3 separate regions of the Mus musculus genome follow, and all the other regions are linked to region 1. Evidence: chromatin contacts called from public Hi-C and HiChIP or PLAC-seq data. All regions are on one chromosome and are shown on one strand. Each heading gives the region's core, a stretch centred on a gene start, on an enhancer-like site or on the middle of the called end of the contact. The rest is flanking DNA. Distances are from core to core; before and after follow the strand shown.

Region 1 (3,029 bases), core at 392-2,891:
GTCCCGAGTTTGATTCCTGTAGTCTAACAAATGGAAGGGGTGCCTTCTCAAAACAACAGAACAAAAACAACAAAATGTTTGCTTTTCTTTTTTTAAACTTGCCCAATGAATTGAAATTTTCAGCAAGTAAAATGAATATTGTGTAATTCAATAAATTAAATTGAGTATTTTGCTGGCACAAGGTATGCTTGTTTTAGATGCCTAAGAAAAAAGCAACTTCACACGAGGGAAGAAGGGGCCTTACAGTAGGATCAGAATGTCCCCAGAGAGTCGGGCAGAGACTGAGTCACCTTAAGTTCTGAATGGGTGACACGGAAACTCTGGCAATTGGCTGAACCAGTTTTTACAAAGCCAGGTGCATCAGATTAGTTAACCCGCGGAAAACTCATGGGATCTTTCAAGTTTCACGTCTTTTAGACGCCTCGCATGTCATTGCTACTGTGTTTGGGGACACTCCCCAAGAACCTGCCTTTTAAGCACCATTTTAAACTCTTGGACACACCCTCCCTCTTCTAAAGGATTCTAGGGAGATTTCCTCCCCCCACACCCCATCTCTTTGGCAGTCAAATGGTCTTTAAATAAATAATAAAAAAAACCCATACACTTTAGCAAAGATTTACAAAGTGCATCTTAGACCCTACCTCCCCTCTCCCTCTGTTGCTTGCCCTCCTGACAGACTGAAACTAAGTACCCTCTTGAATAGACCTAGAAAGTCACAGAACCCACCCCCACCCCGCGTCTTCTATCTTCTTGAAGAAGCCTCTCAGTGCACTGTCTGGTCTGCAGTTCACTGCAGGCAAATTCCCTCACTATTTCCCAGTCACCAGTTACACTGTCTCTGGAAACCGGTTTTTGTGACCTGCTCTATCTAATTGTTTTAAAGGGAAAAATATTTAAGGTTTGTAACGCATCTCTGGATTCTCTCCGTAGGTTCCGAGCATTGTATTTCGGTGAAGTCTGGGGTGAGGGCAGGCTCGAGGTCCAGCGGACAGACAGGGTAGCCTTCCCCAGGGCACCCTTTTCCAGGCAGCACAGGCTCGGTTCCCCCACGATGCTCGCTCCCGCATCGAGGCAGAAGAATCATCAGCTGCGCTATGAATTCCGCTTCTCTCGCAGTCACCGGATTAGTTCGGGTCTCAAGGGCTCGAACCAAAGTGACACTACCCTCTCCCCGACCCTTTCGTTCTCCTATGCGACAGGTCCCACTGCATGGAAGCCACCTTCTGCCCAGACCCAGTCCAGCGCCCGTGGCGCCCTCGCAGCGCCTCAGGAGCCCTTCCCCTGGGGAGGGGACCGGTGGCAGCATCCCTCCGGGGCGGGAAACAAAGGCCGAGGCGAGGCGACCAGGTGGGCAAGCCTCTTCGGGCACAGCCGCGGTGACCGCGGGGAGGATGGCGAGATGTATCAGAGGGTGGGAAAAGGGAAACCAAGGCTCGGAGACTAGCGAATGCTTGGGCTGCATCCTCCCTAGTGCAGGGCTCCCGGGGCAGGCGAACCCAGAGCCATCCCCCGCCGCTCCCTGGGACCCGGCATCAGAGGGACCGCCCCACTCCGCTCACCTCGGGAGAAGCGCTCCGGCTCCCTCCGACGGCTCCGGAGAAAGCCCCGCCGCTCGCGCTCGCGCACGCGCACTCGCGCCTTCGCCCCTCCGGCCCCCGCGGGCGCCCCTCCGACCGGGCTCTGGCCCGCCCCGGCCCTGTCCGTCAGCGTCCGCGAGAACCAATCGTGTCGCGTGGACAGCCCAGCGCTGGTCACGTGGCCTCACAAGCCAATCACCAAATTGCCCTCGGCAAGCGCCTGGCTCCGATGTCCCCGGGGGTTCGGTTGCTACCTAGTAGAGCGGGTGCGAGGCGGGCACAAAGGGCTGAGTCCCTTATTTCCGCGGATGAGTGGCGTCCAGTTGGCCAATTCCTACATCTAGTTATTTCTTAGATCCTAGCTTAAATAAGAATCACCTGGGAGTCTAGTTAAAGTCTGGGGTGTAAGCTCGAGAATCTGCATTTCTTACAAGTCCCCAAGTAGTGATGAACCTTCTCTTGGTCCAAGGCCATGCTTTAAGGAGCACTGTCAAAAAATGATGTGGCTAGCCCCTGCCCCGTTTATTTGTAAGTTTCACGACCTTTCTTGCCCTTCAGTGTTGAAGAGCATTCAGACGTGTGGTGAAGTGATGAGACCTAGAGTTTGAACAGCAGCTGAGGAAAGGGTATGGAGTATACCTGGGCCAACTTTATGTGTATGTGGAACAGACTGAGTAGAGACAAATGAGAACACTCCGTGCTAAAGTGCTCACACGTGTGGCTCAGTATCACTATGCGAGACTTGACCAGATACGAGAGAAACCATCCAAGTGGTTCCAGCCTTGTAGAATCTCAACAGCCTGTAATAAGACTTTACGTTTGAATTTTAAAACAATGTTTTAAAATAGCAGTCCTTAGCCTATCTGTCGCGACCCCGTTAAGGACCATGGCTACATATATTTTTATGTTATAACTCATATCAGTAGCAAAATTACAGTTATAAAGTAGGAAAACAATTTTATGGTGGGGGGGGGGGTCACCACAATATGAGGAACCATGTTAAAGGGTCGCAGCATGAGGAAGGTTGAGAACCACTGTTCTAAAAGGATGGAGATGTAAGTAACTAACGCTTTGGACAATTTAGGTATAAAATGCAGAGCTTGAAACGTAGTTTCCCTTGAGGGTTTTTAAAGTTATCTAAATAATCCTTTGTTGCTAAGTCAGATAACCAATGCCTCTGCATCCTCAAACTTGAGATGGACATTTTTTAGACTAGACAACTAACAGGTTTGCTGTCCAGTATTGCCAAGTTTATTATTCAACAATGTTTCAGGATAGTTCAAGAGCACATACACACACATACACACACACAGAGACACACACACATACATACACACACTGTCTCCCTATGTAGTTGAGGCTGGCCTGGAATTTATGACCCTCTCTCAGTGTTCCAAGTGCTGGGATGCTGGGCATGCTGTACCATGCCCAACTCTCAAGAGCCTTCAATAT
Region 2 (3,029 bases), core at 255-2,754, 110 kb after region 1:
ATTCACACCACCTTGCTCCAAAGGACAAGGTACAACACAAACAATTGTCTAAAACTTCCTATCATTATATGCTGATAAACTCGTTATCAGGTGATGGCTGATGAATTGTCATAAGTATTTCAAGTGCTTCCTAATCTTATAGACTCACACGGTCGACTCCCCTTTGCTGTCCCTTATGACAATGGATCCAACAAGGGAAGATGGCACCACACAGTCTCTGAGATGACTTTGGTTGCAACAACCAGACATGACTGGTCTTAATGCCATTTTCCTTTTTCTCATCTCTCCTCACCTTCCTTTTTCTTCTCCCTCTCCCCTCACATATATAAGTTATACATACTTACAATTAACAAACCATTTAAGCATGAACTAGACCTTATGAAAACCCCAGTTTGGCCTGGTCGTATAACATCCTTTCAACTGAGACTATTTTTAGGCTGGACACTGTCATCATCCTTCAGATTTAACTAAACCAGAACAAATAATACAGATGAACAGTGCTTCTAATAGCAAGACCAAAGAACCCTGAGCAAGATGCACATGAGTTACAGTGGCAACATTTGCATTTCAAGTAACGCAGTCGATGATGTCACTGTCAATTTGATAAATCCGATTATCTTACTCTTTGCTATAAAAATCTGCCATAAAAACCCAAGTTACAGTTGACATGTTATTACTTGGTGCGGCCATTGTAGGAGCCTTAGGCGTGATTCACAACTCGTGTTATTCATGGATCACACCGGGGAAGGCGAGACTTGAGAGCTTGCATCTCAGTTACTTTCGGTAATCAAATTACTGGCTTTACCACATATATGTATGCACGCCCTAAAAAAAATAGGCCATTTGAAGGGAATATCAACTTAACTGAAATCTATCTTAATTTCACCCTATGTAAGGTAATGTCTAAGAAATATTTCAGCAATTGTTATTATTAGCCTGCCATAATGCATGAATATTTATGCAACACTCACTCTGCTTCTGGCTCCCTTCCTTGGCTGCCTTTCCAAGCCTTGAGCCCCCTATTGCCTTCAATTTCTCCTGCAATTCTCTCCCTTATGATAAACCCATTATACCTTGGAGCAAACATTCTCTTCTTGGAAATTGCTTCTTTCCAGTTGGCAACCCGAAATGTAAGCATCATAGAACAGATGAATAGCAACATGGCACCATCAGCCAACGCTTTACCAATTAATCAGGTTTGGGGGCCTATAAAACAGTAAAACACGCATGTTTAATTCTTAACTTCCATATTACTTCACAAAGACCCCATCAAAGCCTATAGGCGTCCCATTTGTGTGATAGGGCTGAGGGTTTGGGTTTGTGCACAAAGGTTTTATTTCCTTGAATATGTTCATTTCTGGGAATTCAGAGAGCTGATGCAAAGTGTTTGGCCCACTCCAATTAAGCTGCCTGGACAGCCAGAGCTCAGTTTCAGCTGTGTAAAATTTGGGCCCCATTCAGTTGGCTTACACTGCAGAATAATAGAAAAAAATTCGTCTGGGCATTCGTAGCTGCCTTTCGCCACCTGCCATTTCAGGCAATCAGGCGCTGAGGCTGCTGTCCTAAATGTAGTTCCCTGCACTGATGTATTTCTTGTGGAATGTAGAATTACAAACGTTTTCTTCTTTTTTCTTTTCTTTTTCTAGCTAGCCTGGGTGATGTTTTCTTCTTCAAAAATGCCCCTGTGAGCACTCAAGCTATTCAGGACAACCAATCAACCTTTATTGCCTTGAGAAATCTTCCAAGGTTGAAGGGTCTGAATGAAACCATGACATATTGTGTGCACGCGCACTAATGTGTACTTGTATGTGTGTGTTATGTATGTATGTGTACATACTTGTATGTGTTGTGGGTGGGTGCATGTGTGTGATGTTTGTAAGTGGTATGTGTATGTGTGCATGTTTGTATGTGTGTGCGTGTGTGCGTGCATGTGTGTGCTTGGTGTGTGCAGGTGCGAGTGTATGAACGCATATTGTGGTGTGTGTGTTTACATATGTAAATGCATGTGCATTAGTGTGTGTATGAGGGGGTGTGTATTCTGTCTATGGAATCTTTATCTTGTGTTATTTTGTTGGAGCTACACAGAAAGAAGACATTATGGAAGCAACAATCAGAAGTCTGTCCAAGGCTCCATAGATGACTGGGAAAGAAAGCAGCTCTTAGTATTTTCTAAATTCTTAGACCCTTAAGTAGTCCCTATGATTCATTTCTTATAAATTTCACCCTAGCAAGGATAACATGACACCAGTTTAGTTGTTATATTTTTCTCTTACCTCCCAAATCAAGTCAACTTCATGCCATGTTAAGAATTTGTCACTAATACGCAACAGTGGCAAGTCTCTGTCCCGTCAACTCCGTTACTCCTGGACTTTTGGATTAGATCGGTCTTTGTGGAGCACTTTCATAGTAGCAGAAGGCTCGGCACTTTAGTGGGACCTATGCTTCTCACTACTAAAGCCATCTTGGATCTCTTGACAATTTGACCCCTGAAAACATCTTTAAAAGATTTACCTCATTTTTCATTATGTAAATGTGTGTGTGGGTATATGCAGATGACTGTAGATATCTGTAGAAGCCAGAGGATGCCCTAGAGTTTTGAGTTACAAGTGATTGTGAGCCATTACAGTGTTGCTAATGGGAGCTGAGCCTGGGTCCTCTGCAAAGATAGTACACCCTCTTACCTGCTGAGCCACCTCTCCAGCCCTGAACTTACATTTTGTAAATAAATTATAAAGAGATCATTGGACATGCACCTGAGCAGCAGAGAGACACCAAAAGCTCTTGGCTTTGGATGTAGGCTCAGGCACATACCTGGTAGAGAATGACGGGACTGCCAACTAGCTCCTACGGGCACACCTATGGTATTTTGAACTGTTATGGTGACCAAAAGAGGATTCCAGGGCCAGGATACTGGCAATGGTGACAGCAGTGGCAGCAGAAGCAGCAGATGGCAGCAGTGGCCCCAGGACACTGGGGGTGTGGGGATTTCCTGTGGGGCAGGGCTAGAGCCCATAGGGGAAGAGCAGCTT
Region 3 (3,029 bases), core at 210-2,709, 72 kb before region 1:
CACTGGGCTCTACACTGTCATCTGCTACTGTGTGCTAGCAGAAAGTAACCAGACTTTACACATAAATAGAAATCCTGATCCATTTACTGTGTGACCCTAGGCAAAGCGCTCAGCGTTTTGACTCATCTTTAAGATGGAAATAACAGCTATTTATCTTACAGGGTGGCTACAGAATTAAATGGGCCACTGCATAAAAAATATCTATGTGCCTGGCACATAACATGCAATCAACATGTTTCCTTTCCTTAGAGTCCTGGCCAAGTTTTGCACTAGAAGCAGCATGAAGACCCAAGGTTTATTTCAGATAAAAGAAGCCACTGCAGGGAAGCCACACCCCTCCTTCTGGGTGACACTCCAGAGGCCCTGAAGGAGAAAGCTCCAGTCTACACTGGAAAGTTCCACAAGAACAGCTACAGAACCCCCTCTTGCTTTGTTAATTTTAGTTAAGCTGATTTGAGCTAATAACTTTCTCCTTTACTATCATATAACTTGTTTATGTTTTTAATTTTTATCCTTCGGAAATTTCAGCCATGTATACAGTACACCTTATGAAGTTGGCCCCCATCTTCTTCTCCAACTCACTTCTGGGACTCCTATTATATCCCTCTCCCAACCTAGTGACCTTTTATATTTATTTATTATTTATTTTCCCTCTGAGTTCACTTAGAGCTCTCCGATTGCACACTGATGTAGGGTGGGGCAGGAAGGAGCCTGGAAACCTGGTCTGAACTCCATCCCAGTGGCCAAACTCCTAAAGAAAATCTACCCTCCCTCTCGAAGCAATACCAAAACCTCCTCAGCTAGGAGCGGGGCCGCTGGAGCCCCTCCCCACTCCAGCCGTAACAACCACAGCAGCAGAGTTTCTACAGGCCACAGCCTCGTCCCACTCAGCACCCCTCCCCACCCTCTGGCTCTTTCATTCTTCCTTGGGACAGGTTCTCAGCCCGTCGTCCTAGCTGACACGGAACTCATGGTAATCCTCCTGCCTCAGCCTCTCGTGACATGAACCACTAAACTTGGCTTGCTATCTATCATGGATCTTAAAATCAGGAGAGAACTACCTTGTTTTCCTTTGGAGGCTACTGGAAGCCTTTATGCTGGAGAAATATAGGGCTGGTGCTGAGTTACTGACTGCTTAAGGAAGAGAAAGGTCTCAGGAAACCTGTAGGTTTTAAAAATTTGACTGATTGACAGCATAATAAATGTTGTATGGAGAGAACAGAGAACCATCTGAATACTGTTCTTCCATTCAAACTCATTCTGGACTTTGCCAGCCTTCAGTTAACATGACCATAAGACCCCAGGGTCACCCGGCCCTTATTTAACTGTTAAGAAACAGGCCTGAAGCAATTCTATAACTTTCCTGCTGTCACGCCTGACTCTTGTGGTGGGTGGAGTTGGGACTGGCTTCTAAGGTCTCCAGGCTATCTCTGACACGTATCCTGTATCCTGCAGCTTGGCCTTCGGATGGTAATGAGAATCAAGTGCAACATGCATTCCTATTCTGGTTAACTTAAAATGGATAACACATCCCAGACTTATCGCTTAATTTCCAAGCTTGCTTCCTTCCCAAGGGAGGACTGGTTATTATCTTGGACAAGAGCCCACCCTAGGCCAAGGCCTTTGCTCTCTAGACTGGAGAAGCTCTGTCAGAGACTTTTCACTTCGAAACATTCTAAGACAAAGAAGACGAGTTTTATTAACACTCTGATGGATGTTGTCCCTGGCAAGTGGCCATCACCGAACAGGAAATGACAGGCTTCTGTCTTCTATAACCTACTGATGAACAGGGTCGATATTATATTCTATGACAAATGGGTGGGAGCCAAGCAAAACTGCTCGTCAAAAATTCTGTCAGGGCTGCGGGGTAAGTCAGTACTTACCCATCCACAAGAAGCAAGCACGTTGTAACTCCTCCTGTCTAGGGATCAACGATGTCCTTTAAGGTTCAGATAGTCTGATCACAGACTGACTATGTTCAAAGCAAGGTCTGAAGGCCTAAAATATACAAACCCAAGGCAAGGGGCAGAGGAGGCAACCATTTGTATTCAATGGTTATACCTACCTAAATCAACACATTGACTGTGAAAGACAGGCTGTGATCAGGGACCAAACTGGGATTTGAATGTTTGACTGTTGCACTCATGGGAGAAAAAAAAATGAACACCAGATGTAGGAACTGAATCAGTGAGAAAGTTAAGGGGGTCACTGACCCTTGAAGCACACTGAGGTAACGGAAAGGAGGAAGCTCTCCCCAGAGAGGGGGAGGCAACAGGGGGTTGGCACGCTTTTATCTGTAGTGAAGACAATGAGGGTGTATTTGGGAACAAGGGTGGAGAGAGTTGGGGCCACTAGGCAGATAGCTGTGACAGGCCTGTTCTAACACAACTTGATGGGAATTTCCTCCCCAAAGTGTAAACTCCAGAGATCCACACTTAGAAAGCAGGATTCTCCCTCTAGTAGACACCCGGGATGGGTCTCCAGGTCTGAGCAGTGGGGGTGTGGATGAAGGGAGAACGTTTCTCTTGACTGGACTCAGCTGCTCCTGTGTGTGATACCAGAGTCCAGTTCCATGTTAAGTTGAGTCCCGTTTGAAGCTAAATTTAAGTTTAGAAATGGGCTCTTTGGGGTTCATATTTAAGGCTCTTGTTAGGTTTTTATTCACCAGCACTGCTCGAGATTTCAGGGGCTTTAGATAAGAAAGCCATTGTTTAAAAGGTTAGAACCACTGTGTTCTGGCATCTTTGTCAGAGTCATACAAGTCTACGTTATCTGAAGAGTTCAAGGGGAGGCGTTCTTATTGGACGATGCTCTCTCAGTAAATACAAGTTTGGCAGTCAGTCTACAAACGTGCCTCTGATTTGTGGATTGGTATCATCCTGCCTGCTCTTAGTAATTCTGAAGTTGCAAAGACATTGTTGTTCCCCACCACAGAAATTGACTGCTCCCCAAATGATCGTCCCCAAACAACTTTGACTTCTGACCCCGTAAGAATGTAGGCAACACTAGGATGCAAATACTTGATAATA

What was found. A called contact is a pair of places that touch in the nucleus more often than the background predicts. HiChIP or PLAC-seq counts read pairs in DNA pulled down with a chosen protein or histone mark.
Region 2: a Hi-C map of cerebellar granule neurons shows a contact between it and region 1, with 1.7 times the contacts expected there. The contact joins the enhancer-like site here to the promoter of Tmem108 in region 1. A contact is called at or near these places in 1 of 39 promoter capture datasets (hippocampal neurons), 6 of 484 Hi-C or Micro-C datasets (the G1E-ER4 cell line, brain, cerebellar granule neurons and 3 more), 1 of 115 datasets of contacts at active chromatin or transcription factors (forebrain) and 1 of 9 other capture datasets (liver).
Region 3: an H3K27ac HiChIP or PLAC-seq map of heart atrium shows a contact between it and region 1, with 4 times the contacts expected there. The contact joins the enhancer-like site here to the promoter of Tmem108 in region 1. A contact is called at or near these places in 4 of 39 promoter capture datasets (hippocampal neurons, liver, macrophages and 1 more), 2 of 15 datasets of contacts at CTCF or cohesin (large pre-B cells and pro-B cells), 35 of 484 Hi-C or Micro-C datasets (the 63-12 cell line, B cells, the HL-1 cell line and 17 more), 7 of 115 datasets of contacts at active chromatin or transcription factors (embryonic stem cells, extraembryonic endoderm stem cells, heart atrium and 1 more) and 3 of 9 other capture datasets (adipose tissue, liver and pancreatic islet).

What each region holds. Positions count from the first base shown.
Region 1 is chr9:103,760,196-103,763,224 of GRCm38.p6, forward strand. It overlaps Tmem108 (transmembrane protein 108), which reads right to left and starts at 1,642. Exons shown (of 6, transcript NM_178638.4): 1 at 1,560-1,642.
Region 2 is chr9:103,866,532-103,869,560 of GRCm38.p6, forward strand. No RefSeq gene overlaps it. Among named protein-coding and RNA genes, the nearest start is that of Gm32797, 77 kb to the right of the region's middle. Within about 2 kb of position 1,505, at least 9 of the 459 cell types and tissues checked have an H3K27ac peak or open chromatin away from gene starts, as enhancers often do. A contact at or near this core is called in cerebellar granule neurons and cerebellum, where this site is marked.
Region 3 is chr9:103,688,347-103,691,375 of GRCm38.p6, forward strand. The region is part of intron 2 of Tmem108 (transmembrane protein 108); the gene reads right to left. Among named protein-coding and RNA genes, the nearest start is that of Gm46129, 31 kb to the right of the region's middle. Within about 2 kb of position 1,460, at least 6 of the 459 cell types and tissues checked have an H3K27ac peak or open chromatin away from gene starts, as enhancers often do. A contact at or near this core is called in heart atrium, where this site is marked.